Regions from separate parts of the Muntiacus reevesi genome. Here region 1 is linked to region 2. The links are chromatin contacts, called in public Hi-C maps. All regions are on one chromosome and are shown on one strand. The core of a region is the stretch at or near the end of the contact, and the rest is flanking DNA. Distances in the headings are between cores, read along the strand shown.

The links. A called contact is a pair of places that touch in the nucleus more often than the background predicts.
Region 1: a Hi-C map of blood shows a contact between it and region 2, with 3 times the contacts expected there. The contact joins the promoter of UBXN4 here to the promoter of ZRANB3 in region 2. A contact is called at or near these places in 2 of 3 Hi-C or Micro-C datasets (blood and muscle).

Annotation. Positions count from the first base shown.
Region 1 is chr3:210,925,576-210,929,953 of mMunRee1.1, forward strand. It overlaps UBXN4 (UBX domain protein 4), which reads left to right and starts at 2,157. Exons shown (of 13, transcript XM_065931459.1): 1 at 2,157-2,362. The coding sequence starts at 2,281.
Region 2 is chr3:210,751,616-210,755,962 of mMunRee1.1, forward strand. It overlaps ZRANB3 (zinc finger RANBP2-type containing 3), which reads right to left and starts at 2,427. Exons shown (of 21, transcript XM_065931454.1): 1 at 2,165-2,427.

The sequences.
Region 1 (4,378 bases), core at 907-3,406, 170 kb after region 2:
AGAATCTGCCTGCAATGAGGGAGACCTGGGTTCAAATCCTGGGTTGGGAAGATCCCCTGGAGAAGGGAAAGGCTACCCACTCCCGTATTCTGGCCTGCAGAATTCCAGGCTATACAGTCCATGGGGCTGCATAGAGCTGGACACAACTGAGCGACTTTCACATCCATGTTTGGTCACATCATTACATTTCTGAAGCACTCAGAATTTCCCTCTTATGGTACTCATCATCACAGTCACTTACTCAATGCCTGTCTTCCTTTTCAGGCTGTGCAGTCACAGAGGCAGGAGCTTTGTCTGACTGCCTCACCTCCTTATCACGGCCAGGTATAATGCCTAGTTCATAGCAGATGTGCAATAACTATTTGATGAATGAGTGAGAGGCTATGAATGATTCTTCTAATATTTAATTCTAACATTAGAAATAAAGACATTATTCTGCTGAAAGGGTATATATGTTGATCAAATTTTAAGGAAACTATTTAAAGTTGATGTTGAAACCAACTCTAATTCTTCCTGAGGAATGATATCCTCTGTAAATAGTGACTGTCTGTAATCAGCATTATGTTTCAGTTTATAAGAACACATAAGAGGCCTGATTGGAAAAAAGCAAATAAAAATCACAATTCAATCTGTTAGTTATTTCTAGGTTAAATACTTGTAGGAAAGGGGTATTTTCAGATGTAGCCCTTCCTTAATCCTGCAAATATTGTCAAATGGCTGTGCTGCTGGAGGAGAAATTAAGTGATGTAGGGTGTACAATATAATACCCTGTGCAACTTTAAATAAACTACAGAAATCTTTCGCCAATAGCTATTAGATACCGTGTAATTTCATGAAAGCATTAAATTTGGGTCAGTTTTCATTTTAATGGCAACCAACCACAAAGTGCTAGATCTTGATAATAGTACTTTGTCATATATCATGGTAAACAAAATTATTTATTCACTTTTGTATTACCATGAAAAGTAGCTGGAAAAGAAATTATCTATTCTCTGCTTCTTTTTTTTTTTTTTTTACAAAAGTTTATTCTTAAATGTACAATACGTTCCAAGACAACACTTCATTCTAGCTATAGGTGGCAAAAGATATTATGGTAGGGAATCCAGGTGTTTAAACACGAATGGAACTAAGGGTTATCATTGCCTCAGGCACAAGGAACAGCTTACTTTTTGCCAGATTTCTTAATTCCATCGGTGGTCAGGGGGCCTTTCCCACGGCCTTTGCTTTTAGCTCCTCGAGTTTCTTCTGCTTCTCCTTCTGCTTCTGCTTGAATGCCTTATCTTCCTTGTCCATCTCCTCGGCTTGCTTCTTGGGCTGCTTCAGGGGCTTCTTGCCACCTTCGGGACCCAACATGGCGCCTGCCGCCCCTTCCCCAGAGGCTTCCACCGGAAGCCCTGACTTAACTTTTGAAAGCAGCTGTGGCAACAGCATAGCTAAGTGTTTTGAGGTTTGTAATGATCTCTAACCAACGACCTTACTCAAGGTCTGCGTTCAACCAAAAACTCCCCTCAGGTACACGGGCTGTATGGTATTACAGAAGGTGACTGTTGTATTTCTTTTCTTCAAGGTCGAGCTGATAAATTAAGTTCAATAGATGTAGTAAATCCCTACAAACCCCATTAAGTTTCATACCGAGAGACACCCATCCTATTACACAACAGCCATTAATCATAATAGAGAATTACATCGTCGCACTAGGCAGAGTTCCATCCGGGGCGAGGATGATTTCCTCCTTATTTAAGGTCTCGAAAATGCCAGAAAGAGTATCTTCCGATGAGTAGCACCATTTCTCCTCTTTATAGACTATGAAGTGGCTCTCACGATCGCCCCCTTAGCCGTACCCGGCAAACCACAATTAACATGTCCTACAAAATTAAAGGGACCAAGCCAAGACTACAATTCCCGTCATGCACCGGGAAGGCGCCACCGACGCGATTTAGCGATTAGTCATTCTTCCCTACGCCTCCTCCCATTTCCGGGACTGCAGCGCCTTGCGGCCTCGCGGGCACGCGCACGCTCCGACTTGCCAACGAGACAAGGCACGGGGGCGCGGCGCTGACGCCGACGTGTGGCGTCACGTGTCGCGGGGTGCGCCTCGCCTGCGCGCTTGCGCGCGTCCAGTGGGCCGCTGACGGGCTTGAGCGCCTGTGCAAAGCGGGAGGCGGGGTGCGGGCCGGCTGGGGCTGCGGGGGCCGCGGAGCCAGGCGACGGAGAGGGCGGGGCCAACTCCGGGACCGCGGCGACAACACATCGAGCGAGCGCCTCGGCCCGAGGGCAGCGATGCTGTGGTTCCAGGGCGCCATTCCGGCCGCCATCGCGTCGGCCAAGAGGAGCGGCGCCGTCTTCGTGGTGTTCGTGGCAGGTGAAGGAGGCGAGGGCCCGAGATGTAGAAGGGACACCCCCTCCGGCCTACCTCCAGCCCCAGGGGCCCCCAGCCTTTCCTCCGGGCGCCGGGAGGCCCGGCTGCCAGTCCCTGGCGTCTCAGCGCTTCCCCGTCCGTTTGGAGTACACTTGGCCTGACCCCCACCGCTGGCTTTTCCCGGCCCCCCTGCAGAGGGCACGGGGCCTCGCCCCCAAAACGCGCTGAACCCCGCCGTCTCCCCTGTGCGGGGCGAGGGGACTGGTCGAGCAGGCCCTAGGGCCGCCCTGCTCGCTGTGGAGCCTGACTCCGCGCCGCCTGCGGAGTTGGCACCCGCAGACCCCACCGTCGCCTCCTGGCGCCCCCGACGGAGGGCTCCACTTGGAGGGACTTTAACTCCCGTATACTTAGTGTGTAGGTGAGGAGAGAGACGGGCCGTAGACAGGCAGTTTTGCTTGTAATTAGTTGTGGACTTTCAGGAAGAAAGCTGTGTCATCGGTAATCAACAAAGAGAAACCACCTGATGTTCACTGTTACTGGCTTTCGTGTGTTCCTGAAACGTAAACTTTTGAGGTCTATATAAATTGGATTTTTTTGAATGCCATAGGAGTGGAGACACTAATATGAAATAATTTGTAGCAGGTGGATTGTTTTTTAACCGTTTGTTTAGAAGTAGACACACAAGCATTGATTCTTTTTATTGTCTTCCTAGTATCACAGATACAGTTTTAGAATGTGTACTAACTCATCTATTCTGTGTTGCTCTGGGTTATTTTGCTCCGTATTTTATTATTGCAGTCTTCTAGATTTACAGTAAACTTGTGCCTCTGTGAAGTTTTGCTGATTCTCATTACCTGAACCTAATTAGTATTTGCGACTACCGTTAATTTGAGGTGCATTATTTCAACAATTTGTGTTTAATAACGGTTTGTTCATTATTAACATGGCTTGGAAGGCTCGGTAATAACTCTATAGCTTTATGCACTGTAGTGAAGAGCAAGTTGCTGAAATATGAGTTTCACATTAAATTTGAAATTTTAAGTTGTTTTAAATTATAGTAAAATTTTAACTCATTGCTGTTAATTAGAAGAGCTGGAGTAGTTCAGATTCTTTTATGCTGTTTTTTTAGAGTTATATTTCACATAATAAGTAACTGCTGTAAACCTGTAAGAAAATAAGTGGATTAAAAAGGAACGTTTGGGCTTCCCAAGTGGCTCAGTGGCAGAGAATCTGCCTGAAAATGCAGGAGACGCAGGTTCAGTCCTTGATAGTGGAAGATCCCACGTGCCACGGAGCAATTAAGCCCGTGGGCCACAACTACTGAGCACACTCCCCGCAGCTACTGAAGCCCTCCCCCCTCCCCCCGCCGGCCCCGGCCTAGAGCCGGTGCTGGGCACTTAGAGAAGTCACCCAATGAGAAACATGCATTGCAACTAGAGAGCTACTGCCATAGATAAATAAAATCCTAAGAAAAGGGAAAGGAAAACTGATGATACTGAATATGTTCATTAGGAGTGCAGTAATAGTTGTAACACCATTTTAAGTTGTGTTTTTCACATATACTCTCAATTGATCCCGGACGTTCGTAGAACAGGGTTTATTTATCATGCCCATTTTATCGATGAGGAAACTTAGGTCCACAGCGGCTAAGTGACGTACACCAGTGTCACAAAAAGAATATATATCTTTTCTTGACAGATTTTTTTTTTTATCAGCTTCCAAAAAAGTGTCTTTTTTGTTTCTCCAGAGAAAAAAACAACCATTGTACAGACAGACCTTAGGTAGTTATACAACAGACCTTAAGTAGTTACTGAAATTGGTGTAGAAATCAGGAAATCTAAAGTCTTTAAAGAGTTTGTTACAACCTTTCTGTTTTGTGACCAGGGGTGGAGCCCTCACCTCCTGCCTTGGAAGAGGACATGAGGAACTTTTCACCACTGGCCTTCCAGGGAAGTCCCAGTAGTCATATTTTTAAACAGAAAGCACATTTGATCAGTGTCCAAAGGTTCCTTGAAGGCA
Region 2 (4,347 bases), core at 1,177-3,676:
GTTTGCTGACCCAGGCCTTAAAGTCTTATTGAGGGTGAGGACGGATAAAGTGGGAGATTGGCATTAATATATGTGCTGTGCTATGCTTAGTCGCTCAGTCATGTCCGACTCTTTACAACCCCATGGACTGTAAGCCCACCCGGCTCCTCTGTCCATGGAATTTTCCAGGCAAGACTACTGGAGTGGGATGCCATGCCCTCTTCCAGGGGATCTTCCCAACCCAAGAATCGAACCCAGGTTTCCCGCACTGCAGATGGCTTCTTTACCAGCTGAGCGACCTGGGAAGCCCACTGACATATACACATTACTATACATAAAACAGGTAACTAACAAGGGCCTATTGTATAGCACAGAGAACTCTACTCAATACTCTGTAATGACCTAAAGGGGAAAAAATTTAAGAGTGGATATATGTACATGCGTAACTGACTCACCTTGCTATACAGGAGAAGCTAACGCAACATTTGAAATCAACTAATACTTCAATAAAAAATTTTGTTTAGTTTTCCCTGAGCTCCAGTTTCACCTATAAAAATGTCACAGAACAATCCTTGCAGATTGTTGAAGGGGACACTCCTGAAAGCACTTAACACCATTCCTGGCTCAGAGGAAACAGTCAATAAAATGAAAGCCATCATGACTATTTATTGACTTGATTTACACTGGAAGCACTCATGACAAAAAAAAAAACTAAGCATCTACAGAAGAACTTTGTGCAAATTATAAGAAATTCCCAATTAACATTAAAAAGAAAGAAGCAACACTTTGTCTGGAGGACCCAGAACACTGGGCTGAAAAGTGTGATGACATTCCTGTATCTACCAGTATTACACTATAAAATTTACCATCTAGTTGATGTATAAACACCACTCATCAGTCTAGGACACAAAGCTATCAGTGTTTGAAGTAAAAAAAAAAAAAGAAAAAAAAAAAACCAGAGAAAATATGCTTAGTTTAGTCCTCCACATATAGAATGAAAAAACTAGCAAAACATGACTAATGAAGATTTGACTTAGAGATAGGAGAACAAGTAACCCTATCATTAATTTTGTTTGGCTTCTGTCTTCCTCATTACTTTTGGATAAGGAGTCTGTCTTTTTGGCACTGCTATTCCTAAATCTGGCATAGTGGCTGGTTGGCCTGGGTTTAATTGCTCAGGCTTGTCCGACTCTTTGCGACCCCATGCACTGTAGCCCGCCAGGCTCCTGTCCCTTGGATTCTCCAGGCAAGAATACAAGAGTGGGTAGCCTATTCCTTCCTTCTCCAGCGAATCTTCCCAGCCCAGGGATGGAACCCAGGTCTCCCGCACTGCAGGCAAATTCTTTACAAGACTGTAAAGCCACCAGGAAAGCGGCATAGTGCCTAACACGGTATTAAATTCCCAATAAATATTTTCAATATAATTTCTAAGTCTCAGCGAAAGAAGAGAGAAAATTGAGTAAGAACTTATGGGAGAAAGTCTGTGAAAATGATGGTGAAAGTCATCAGGCTAGGGGAGGGAGTCCTGTTTTTGCGGGAGGGGGGGGGGAAGACCTTGTCTGATACCACCTTCTGCATTTCCTTTGATCAATGAGTTATCCAAGGAACCTCAAAGCGAAGGTTCAACGGTAAAAACAAACAGAACTTAGCACGCGAACAGGGGTACAAACAGGGCCTAATTGTTCAACTTGTTAGGCTTTTGGCTCCAACGCCTTTCTAATGATCTGTATTCATCGGGGTACTATAGTTGGCATCCGGTCGACACATGTTTAATGCCTGCTTTACTAAAAAGAAATAAAAAAGTAATGAGACTATTCTCAAGCATCAATCATGAGCCCTTCTGCAGTTTTTCTTGGAACCAGCCTTTAGAAGTTGGTTTGTAAAAAATGGGAAGACTTCGCTCAGAACTTCTGAGTCGGTTCCTTTTAGTCAAACTGAAGACGTGAAGGTTTTAGAGGCACACTCCCCCAAATTCATGCGTGCAATCTAATACTTGGCAAATCAAAAGACAAGTGAGACTCCGGGATTTACGAGCAGGCTGGAGAATGGCATCTTGGACTTTGGAACTACCCCCATCCCATTTCATTCACTCTTTCTTAAACTGCAATTAAATTCTGTTCAACTTTCTATCACTCACGCAAGAAACAACCAACTATCCCGCCACGCCACTCCCGGACGACCACACCTGGGTATCCGCTGCAGAATCTCCAACTCCCGCCACGGGTTTGGCCTGTGTCCGTCCCAAAGCGGAAGTGACTTCAAAGGGACAAACTGAAAGTAATAGAGTGCAAATAGTAGGAATCTAAAATCCCTACCGCGTTCCGAGAAAACACTCTTCCCCGACTCCCTTTTCTAACGCTTTTCGCTCTTCTATTAGGGTGGCGAAAAGGCTTCACCACAGCCCTGGGGTTACTTCCCAGCCCCAAACTCCAAATCCTGCAGAAGTATATTCTTTTTCATTGGCCGATGAGGCGGCGTGGGTACCTCCCATCAACTACAATTCCCGTCAGGCCCCGCGGGAAGCAAACTGAGGAAAGGATGTGGGCGGGGACAAAGCACTTTGGGAGCTGTAGTCGGCTGCAAGCCGAGAAGGGCAATCACCCCGCCTTTCCCCATTGAGGCTGGAGAAACCAGGTGTTGGTCTCAGAGCCCGTTACCGCTGAGAGGAGGAGCCAAATCCTTCAGCAGCATTCCCCACCTCCAGTCACATGGAGGACGAAAATTTCCCTTTCCTCTTATAAAACAGTATAAATACTCTTGAGGAAATATAGTTGTCTTTCCAATACATCGAGGTCAGTAAAAATTCCCAGAACTCCCCCAACCTCAGGTTCCAACTCGTGGGAAAAGGTGGCTCTTTCTCAAGTGGGCAAAATGGCTGTCCTCCTAGGTTTATTATTGGTTGTCCTTTGTGTCCTTCAAGGGCGGATACTTACAGCCGATTGGCTCTTTTTCCCTTGAGGGTGGAGAAAGATTTGGCACGGCTCTCCCGCGGCCCGGGAGGAGATGAAGGGGTGGAGAGAAGGCCGTTTGTTGAGGTGTGATTGGGTAATCCTCCTGCCACTCCAAGGATGTACATCCTATGATTTGTCGACTGCTCTCAAAGAGAACGAGGAGGCGGAGCTAGTGCGTGGTGGGAAGGGGCGGGATTCTGCCAGCCGCGGCTGCCGCTGGAGCCGGTGTCCGGGCTGGTGATGGGGTTAATTCCCTTTCGTAAGACTCCTACTTGCACCCACCCAGCCCCGCCGTCGCCCCGCCGCGCCGCGCTCCAACCGCCGCCTCCTCCTCCTCAGTAACGCGGGTAAGAGATGCCCTCCCCTCCCCCTCCCTCAGCTCCCCGGGAATAACGCGCCTCGCTCCCCTCCCCCGCCCGCCAGCCGGTAGCGCTAACGGAGAAGGAGGCAGTCAGGGGAGAGATGTGGTGTGTGAGAAGGTGGCCTTCCCCGCCGAGCGGTCGACGCTCCAGCCAGGGCCCCGCCGAGGTGCTCCTGCTGCCAGCCCCGCTGGGAGGTCGGGTTCTGAGGGAGCCCCGGCTCGCCTGGCCCGCCGCTGCGGCTGCAGCTGCATCTAGTACCTTGCGCCCACCGCCCCCACCCGGGGGCCATGTGAAAAGCAAACCCCTCGAGGCCTAGCTGAGGAGACGGGGGAAAGGTTCCCGAGGCCCTGCCATGGCTGCTGCTGCTGTTCTTGCTGCCCCAGGGACTGGGGAACCAGCCACAGCAGGCCTGCCCGGAGCGGGTGCCGTGCGGGGCTCTGCTCTCCTGGGTGGCTGGCGCCCGTGCTCCGGGCTCCCCGGCCCCCCCCGCGGCCGCTGCCCCCTGGCCTTGCACCCCGAAAATTTTTAGAAAGTAAATAAGACATTCCAAATGGTTGATGAAATGTTAGGTGGTACATTTTGCTTGTGGTACCAGAAAAAAGCACAGTGGGAATATTGGAAAGAAAGTTGAATGACTGTCAATGGCACAGACCTCGGGGATCAGATTTACACCCATCAGGGTTGAGCCTTCGGCTCTGCCCCCCAGATCCCTGTGTGTTTGAAGTTTTTTGTCGTTCTCTTTTTTTGTTGCTAGGTGTAGAGGAGAGTGCCTCTGTTCCTTGAGCTTGCTTTTATGTAGAAACAAACTGTTGAGGCTTTCAAGGTCCCGTGTATAATTGGGATAGCAGGTCAACTAAGTAAAAGGCGAAGAGGTGCTTGCTCAAATAGGAAGGCTTAGTAAGTAGCAGATGGTTTTTATAATGTGATTTTCCAGAGTAGAAAAAAAAGTGTGTGTACATATATGTATATATGGTTGTATGTACATGAATATATATGCATGTGTATGTATGTGTATATATATCTCTTGAGATTATGGTTTGCATAACTGTAATCTG